2 separate regions of the Zea mays genome follow, and region 1 is linked to region 2. A link is a contact called in public Hi-C data. All regions are on one chromosome and are shown on one strand. The core of a region is the stretch at or near the end of the contact, and the rest is flanking DNA. Distances in the headings are between cores, read along the strand shown. Region 1 has its middle 110 kb from the start of LOC100286258. Region 2 holds the start of LOC103632535 (pyrophosphate--fructose 6-phosphate 1-phosphotransferase subunit alpha).

What was found. Hi-C and Micro-C count contacts between places; a contact is called where the count stands out from the background.
Region 1: a Hi-C map of leaf shows a contact between it and region 2, with 6 times the contacts expected there. The contact joins the enhancer-like site here to the promoter of LOC103632535 in region 2. A contact is called at or near these places in 5 of 25 Hi-C or Micro-C datasets (bundle sheath, endosperm, leaf and 1 more).

What each region holds. Positions count from the first base shown.
Region 1 is chr7:86,765,247-86,769,302 of Zm-B73-REFERENCE-NAM-5.0, reverse strand. No RefSeq gene overlaps it. Among protein-coding and RNA genes, the nearest start is that of LOC100286258, 110 kb to the right of the region's middle. Within about 2 kb of position 2,607, at least 19 of the 20 cell types and tissues checked have an H3K27ac peak or open chromatin away from gene starts, as enhancers often do. A contact at or near this core is called in bundle sheath, endosperm, leaf and 1 more, where this site is marked.
Region 2 is chr7:86,640,128-86,644,179 of Zm-B73-REFERENCE-NAM-5.0, reverse strand. LOC103632535 (pyrophosphate--fructose 6-phosphate 1-phosphotransferase subunit alpha) reads right to left here and starts at 1,261. Exons shown (of 19, transcript XM_008654305.3): 1 at 889-1,261; 2 at 1-57. The coding sequence starts at 984.

The DNA.
Region 1 (4,056 bases), core at 1,358-3,857, 120 kb before region 2:
GTGCGTTTCCACCTGTAGTTGGGCCGACTTGGGCCAGTTTCGGTCCAGAACTATTCATGCCTTTTTCTTTTTCTGTCAAGGTTTAAGAATTTCTAGAAAATTGTAGACAAATGCTAAAAATACCAGACCAATTTTGCTAGACTCCTAATTTTCTATACTATTTAATAAAAATAGTTTCATGATTTTTAGTTCAAATAGGGAATTTTGGGGCATTTAAAATAGCCAAAAACCATACTTCTGGAATTTTAGAGAATAGTTTATAATTCCAAAATTCACCAAACATTTTAGGTAAACTTTAAATAATATTTAGAAGCCTTGGGTAAAGTTGGTATGATTTGGACCATGTTTGATACCTAGAACCCAAAACCCTAGCCCCCCTTCCCTATGAACTTCACTATGGACTCCGAAAACCCTAGTTTCTCGGAGATCCGTGAAGGAAAGTTATATTCAAGACATTAGATAATAAACTTTTATTATCTTAGCATTTTCATGAGCATTACATGAGCAATTATGATTATATATGGTTATATCTAGAAAACGAGGAGGAAATAGAAGTTGAAGAAGCGAGGACTTCACCACCACCACCTGAAGAACCTTAGGCAGGAAACTGCTTTTATTTTGATATCTGCGGAACAGAGCCTGATTCACCTATCACTCAAGGCAAGCCCCGGTGCATTTGCAACCCCATTGTTATTTTGAAATCTTTCTCACTTACTTGATGCATTAGGTAATAGGAGTTGTGTGTTAAACCAATTGCTGCATTGCCTTCCTTGGATTTGGTTACTTCTCCTTAATCTCTGATTTACTAAAAGGTTTTTCTTATGCTTAGCTTTGCTCTAGAAAACAAAAATGTTTTGTTTTCACAAAAGATGGTGCTGCGAAGTGGGTGGGATGTTTTTAAAAACAAAATCGGAAAAGATGTACCTATGCCAGGTACCAAACTTTGGGTTTGAAATAATAAAGCTGAGACCGGGCGGGTGACTTGAACGAGAAGAGAGTCTCGGTGTAGTGTCTTCGTCTGAGTCGATTAAGGACCTTCTCGATGTAGGCCTGCTGACCGAGGACCCTTTAACTAGTCACATGCCTCGTCATGGGTAAGCTTTGCCTCGGGCAGACTAATACCAGAATAAGATAACACACAATGGGAGTGGAGAGATGGCGAGAGTAGCGTGTACCCTCCGTGGCAAGAGGCTGGACGGTGGTGTATCTGTGCTCTCGGTTGGCGTGAACCTGATCTGGTCTTAAGAACCCCGGTGGCGAGTTGACATATGCAAGGGTTGAGTGCTACATATGTCGTGTGATTGGAGATCCTCAGCTGAGTATAATCGATTCGGATCGCCGTAACTTCGCGGACATGAAGACTTGGTCACTGACTTACACGTAGCATTCCAATGAATAAGAAGGGTTGAAAAGAAATTGGCAAGTATAAGTCAAGTGATTGAACTAGGGTAGAAAGAACCCTAGATACATGTAACTTTACTTAACTTGACTAATAAAACTGGATTTTAAGGATCCACTATTAGTAAGCATTTATGCAAACAAAGTCTTTGATTATTGATAAGCCATACCTTGATCCCCAAAGGCCAGCATATCCTTGAGAGTCTTTTATTTTGACGGGTAAGACTTGCGAAAGTACATTTCATACTCAGGGCTTTGTCCCATGTTGTTTTAGGTGAAGAAGCAGCAAACTTTTGTTGCTTCTATTCCAAGGTGGTACCGAAAGAAGAAAATCAAGATTGAAGCTGCGGGAGGAAGGGTCCTCCGTTAAGAAAAACTTTACTGTTTATCGGGAGGGGTTTTTTCCTCCCAGGTTATGTAATAATAATACTCAGCACTCTTATATTTGTTCTGGTCTATAATAAATATTACTCTTTCTTACTTTTAAATAAAGTAAGTTATTGTAACTGTTTCCGCATTTTCGTACCTCTGATGTATTGTAATGTCTGCGTGACGGGTGAAACGCTCTTGAGAAAGGTAAGGAATACAGATACCAAACTTGTCAAGTGATCAGGGGCACCTGCAGGGTTGTCTAAGGTCCGTTGGACAAGGACAACTGCAGGTGGGCCTAATGACTTGGGAGGTTCTGTCACATTAACATCACACCAAACAAGAGAACATACTGCATAATAATATTCGACACATCGTAATGAGATCGTAGGTTCGAGAATAACTAAATTCGGAGTTACGGTTAAAGAGTTATGATTTTCTAAAGTTCTAAGTGTTGGATATAGATTAAATTAAGTGTATAATTTTAATCTATGCTTCATGACAAAACAAGGTTACTAAATGATAAACAATATTAATATGAATCTAATGCAACTGGAATGGATCAAAAAGAAGTTAAAATGAATTACTTATAAATTAAACAAGTTCCTCGAATTATTTATATACTAAAAATCACTTCTTCATTATTTTATCCCATTTTATTTATTAACTGGGCTGCGCGCACTATTCTGGAGTTCTATAGGGTATAATCTACAAAATTCGGGGCCTCAACGTAATGGTTTTATCAACGCTCTAGATTGTGGGTTGATAGGTAAGAACACCAGGGGCTCTTATGTAAAGTCTACGCAACGAACTCTGGACCGCACGATTGGAGATGGACGACTTGGATTAGATCCAAGCCACCCAAATCGGTATGCGTTCTAGATCCTTAGATCCACAATCCACGGCCCAGATTCAACTAAACAAGATCGACTCTTGAGCGTCCATCATTTGATCAATGGCTACGAGGATCTCGACCAAACTCTATCCTCTGACCTAATCGGAACCGTCTGATGAATCCAATGGCGCAGAAGGGATAAAGCGAAGGGGTAAGCTCCATCTAATCCTAGCCCTTCGATTGGTCGATCAACGGTCCTGGGAGCTTCTTCCTCCCCACGACATCGGATGCGATGTCGCCCCGACCCACGGCGGGGGACGCCGACGATCTCCCTGGTTCTGTGCCCCAATGTGAGATTCCCGACTCCGATCGATCCTACCCGAAGCGAACGGTTTAGATGGATTAGGAGTTCAACGCGTACTAGGGATGGGGACGGCAGCGAGGCTCCACACGGTGTACGACGGCTTTGTGGTGGCTCCCCCACAACGGCGAGCAATTGCTGGTCTCCCGGTGGTAGATCTCTGCCACCGAGGCGACCTATGCGTGCGGCGAACGCCCTCCGACGCACCAGAGCCACAAGACGGGTTGAGGAGTCGACCGCAGGGAAGAACAACAGCGACAACCCGAGCTTCCCCTCTAACTCACCACACTCACCACGAGCTCGCCGATCTCGCTTCGACTCCGTACCTACGACTATGGGATAGGGGTTCGGAGACGGACGTGCATGAGCAATTATAGGCAGGCTGGCAGGGGTTGAGTAGCGCATGGATCGCACGGCCTCCATGCGACAGCTTCGCAGCCGCAACCACCGGGCGAGGAATCCGCGGGGAAGGCTCCTGACACGGGGACCCACATGTCGGTTTCACGCGACGACCGGTTTTGTGAAGCGAGCACGCCCTACGGGACTGACAGAGTGGACCCGCTAGGTCAGTGCGCAGGGAGAGCCAGTGGCGTGTGAGCGCGCGCCTGGCTGGGCCGCGCGACGCTGGCAAGTGAGCCGGCGAAACGGGATTCGGCCCATGCGGCGGTTTAGGATTTTCTTTTTCTTTTCTGTTTTCTTTCCTTTTTATTTTTAGATCTCAAATTTGAATTCAAAATTTGTGGTGAATTTCATACTTAGATTAAATGCACAAATCAAAATACTAGCATGAAGAAGTATTTTCATTATTTCATATATATTCCTTCTATTTATTAAGGAATTAATTAACTTGTATGTTTGTGTATATATATACATGTGTCACATAGAAAGAAAATTTTCCATAAACCTCAAATACTCTAACTCCTTTATTTACTATGATTTGGGTATTACAGGGTGGTAGTGCACTTCTAGGTCATAATCCTTAATTAGTTCCAGCCATCTCCATTGTCTCATGTTGAGGTTAGCTTGGGTGAAGATATACATGAGACTCTTATGACCAGTATAAATGTTGCAATGAGCTCCCATCAGATAATGT
Region 2 (4,052 bases), core at 12-2,511:
GTCTGCGCATTTCGAATCAATGGTTGTCGTTGGGTCCCCAAACTCCACCCTCGTTCCCTGGTCATATCCCATCACAAGTTTCGGAAACGTTAGACGATGCTAAAACCATCAGCGTCAAATATCCTGTTGTGACGCCATGTGGTTGGAACACATTTTTCAAAACTTTGAATCCTGTTGAATGGAAAAAAAAGAAGGGTTTGTGACTTGTGAGAGGAAGAAGCTTCTGTCTATATTATGAATCAACAAGTCTCTGCTTCCTCTAGAACTCTAGAAGCACTGGGTCCGCCACCCCTGTGCAAGCTATTACTAGAGAAGGAAGACGAGTATAGGAGTGGAGCCTACATTTTTTTATAATGGAAACAAAAAATGTTCCAGCCTTTTATAGTTTGACATTACAGTTAAAAAATTAATAAAACATCCATTATTAAAAAAAAGTAACATTCTTAAAAAGAACTTGTTCTCGAATCAAGCGTCCTTTAATCTGGCATTAGAACTCCAACCATGTTTTGCAAGGATCTCCATTACCACCATCTCTAAGGATTGATATACCACAAGAATCTTTTGGTGAGCTTCTTGTTTTTGCAATACACCCGTTGTCTTCATTTCCTGTTCAGCGAGCTGACGAAATTTCCAGGTCTCGTGCGTCCAAAATCGAGCGGTTTCTTTCTCTCTTTTTTCGCTTTTCATATATATGGCGGTGAAAAAGGAGCATGTGTTTTTGTTACATCGACAACATCATAAGAATGGAACAACTCTTGGAAACATCCACGACACGACACAAATCGAGAAACCAAAGGTGCAGGATGCATGCATGCATGCTTGGACGGCAGATGCAGCAGGTGAAGGAGAAACTAAGAAGATGCTGGCAGGCAAAAAACGCAAATAAACCTGAAGAAGACATGGAGGCAGCTCCGGTTGGTACAGCGCCCTCCTCCGCTGCAGGCCGGTGAGTTCCCTCGGCGAGCCCAGGTCGTCGGTGTTCATCCTCTTGCCTTGCCTTTCCTTTCCTTTCCCTCAGCACAGTTCAGTTCCTGGGTTTTTGCAGGGCAGCTGTACGTTGTGCTCTTCCTAGCTACCTCGCTCCCTTTTTGTAAGGGAGGAAAGAAGTGGCTGTTTATTGTTGTTGTTGTTGGCCCCTGATGCTACCAACAGCGATTTGACCCCATTTCCCTTGTTAACCTCTTTTCTATGTGCTGGAATTCAAAGTTGTGATTGTGATTATTTTCTCATAGGTCAGCCGTAGTGACCTTCAAGGTCACAACCTGCAGCCTCCTTTTGCATATATAGAGCAGCAAGTAAAATTCAACTACAACACATGCTATAGGTGATAGATGGAACCAAGCAAAAGTGTTGTCCTCCCATCCAAAATAACTAATTGAAATGCTCCTGAGCTATCATCCGTTCGTTGGTGTGTCTGTCAGCGTCCAGTGATGAATTTATACTTGACGTCGTTGTCAGTTGTCACCCGGACGACGAAAGCAACCGTAATTTGCTTTTGTTTATTTATCTTCTGTTGTGGTGGAATAATGTTTCATTCGATTTGCCGGCCGGTACAGGAAGAGAGATAGAGATGCATGCAGTTTGGCAAGAGCCAACATTTCAGAATCTTTGTTTACCGGCACTAGGTTTCTGCTCCCATGGATTTACTAGCCAGTTTGCTAGACACCTGTAGTTTCCCATGGATTTGGACGTTCTTTCAAAATTTTCTAGGTCTTCGTAGAAAGTTAGCATCACGCTTGATTTTGTACTCACCTTCTCATGTAACTTTAGTCAAAATGACCGTGAAAAACATAGATTTTTTTAGAACGGAAACATAAATTCCGGCTTTAGCATTGAAATGCGTACAGTCAATACAAGTCAATTATTACATATGAGGTTGCTTAATAAAGAAACTAACTCAAAGAAGCAAAACGACAAGACTGTGTATAACACTAGTCATCCACAATTCTAGCATTTGAGCGCTATTCATGATTTACAAAGATTTTCATCGCCACCACTTCCAAAGTTTGACAAACGTCGAGGATTTGTTGTTGTGATTCCTCCTCTGTAGAAGTCTCTAGAATCTGAACCAGTGAGTACCTCTGAAAATGACCTGCACAATTAATGATATTGGTTTATGATTAAAAGCCACCTTATTTTGGCTGAGCCAAATAGACCAAAATAAAGCTGATACTCCATAAAGTAATATTTTTTTGTGTCCTGGACCCCTATTGCTTCCCCAAGACCTGATACTATGATTAATGCTAACTGGCATGTCTATTTTTAAGGCAAAATAAATAATTCTCCATATGCTTTTGGCCATATAGCAGTAAAAAAGAGATGTTTAATACTCTCATTACGGTTGCAAAAGCTACAAGTCAAGCAACCTTTCCAACACCTTTTGACTAAATTATCTTTAGAGGATCGCTCCCCGACATAAATTCCACAAAAAAACCTTTATTTTCAAGGGAGGCTTAACTTTCCAGAGGTTCTTATTCCGACCGTTGTTGGGTTTATTCATCAAACAATGGTATACAGATTGGGCAGAAAAGTATCATTCTTATGACCATCCCAAACAATGGTATACAGATCGAGCGATGATCTCATCCACCCCCTTAGAAGACCGACGTCCTCGTCGGTCAACATCAATTCAGTAACCTCCCCTCTTAGCCATGTATGTGTGTCTAGTGTCGTCATATGTCATGTCATGTGACCACTCTGGGCCCACATGAGCCATGCGTCATATACCCGAACCCTAACCCACACACGCTCGTGAAACCGAGAGGGTCGGCTCTGATACCACTTGTAACACCTCGTTCAATCCCTGAACCGCAGTACTTACTCCTCGCAGCTCTCTAGAATTATATATTGTCCCCACAGACCAACACAGGTCTTTTGTGCACACTTTGTCCTCACTCATGCGCACCCGAGAAAACTTCCGAGTCGGTCACCCATCCCAAATTGCTCCAAACCAAGCACGCTTAACTTGGAGGTTCTTTCGAGATAGGCTTCCGAAAAAGAAGATGCACCTTATTGGTATGGATACTCTATTAATTTTATTAAGCCTTGGGCCATGATATCACCATCTCAGGGGACCATGATATCACACACGTTGCACTACCCCTGACGCTTCTCCTATCCGATTTTCTGGGAGCACAACTGATAGTCACCTAGAGGGGGGGGGGTGAATAGGGCGAAACTGAAATTTACAAATATAAACACAACTACAAGCCGGGTTAGCGTTAGAAATTGAAAACGAGTCCGCGAGAGAGGGTGCAAAACAAATCGCAAACAAATGAAGAGTGAGACACGCGGTTTTGTTTTACCGAGGTTCGGTTCTCGCAAATCTACTCCCCGTTGAGGAGGCCACAAAGGCCGGGTCTCTTTCAACCCTTCCCTCTCTCAAACGGTCCCTCGGACCGAGTGAGCTTGTCTTCTCAAATCAAAGCCGGGAACAAAACTTTCCCGCAAGGGCCACCACACAATTGGTGCCTCTTGCCTTGATTACAATGGAGTTTTGATCACAAGAACAAGTGAGAAAGAAAAGAAGCAATCCAAGCGCAAGAGCTCGAAAGAACACAAGCAAATCTCTCTCACTAGTCACTAAAGCTTTGTGTGGAATTTGGAGAGGATTTGGTCTCTTTGGTGTGTCTAGAATTGAATGCCTAGCTCTTGTAAGTGGTTGAGAAGTGGAAAACTTGGATACCATGAATGGTGGGTGGTTGGGGGTATTTATAACCCCAACCACCAAACTAGCCGTTTGGTGAGGCTGTCTGTTCGATGGCGCACCGGACAGTCCGGTGCACACCGGACATGTCCGGTGCGACAGCCATGTCACCAAAAGCCGTTGGGGTCGACCGTTGGAACTCTGTCTTCTGGGCCCGCCTGGATGTCCGGTGGCGCACCGGACATGCACTGTAGATTGTCCGGTGCGCCAGCATGGGCGTGCCTGACCTCTGCACGCGCAGCGCGCGCATTTAATGCGTCGCAGGTAGCCGTTGGCGCCGAAATAGCCGTTACCCCGCTGTTACACCGGACAGTCCGGTGTACACCGGACAGTCCGGTGAATTATA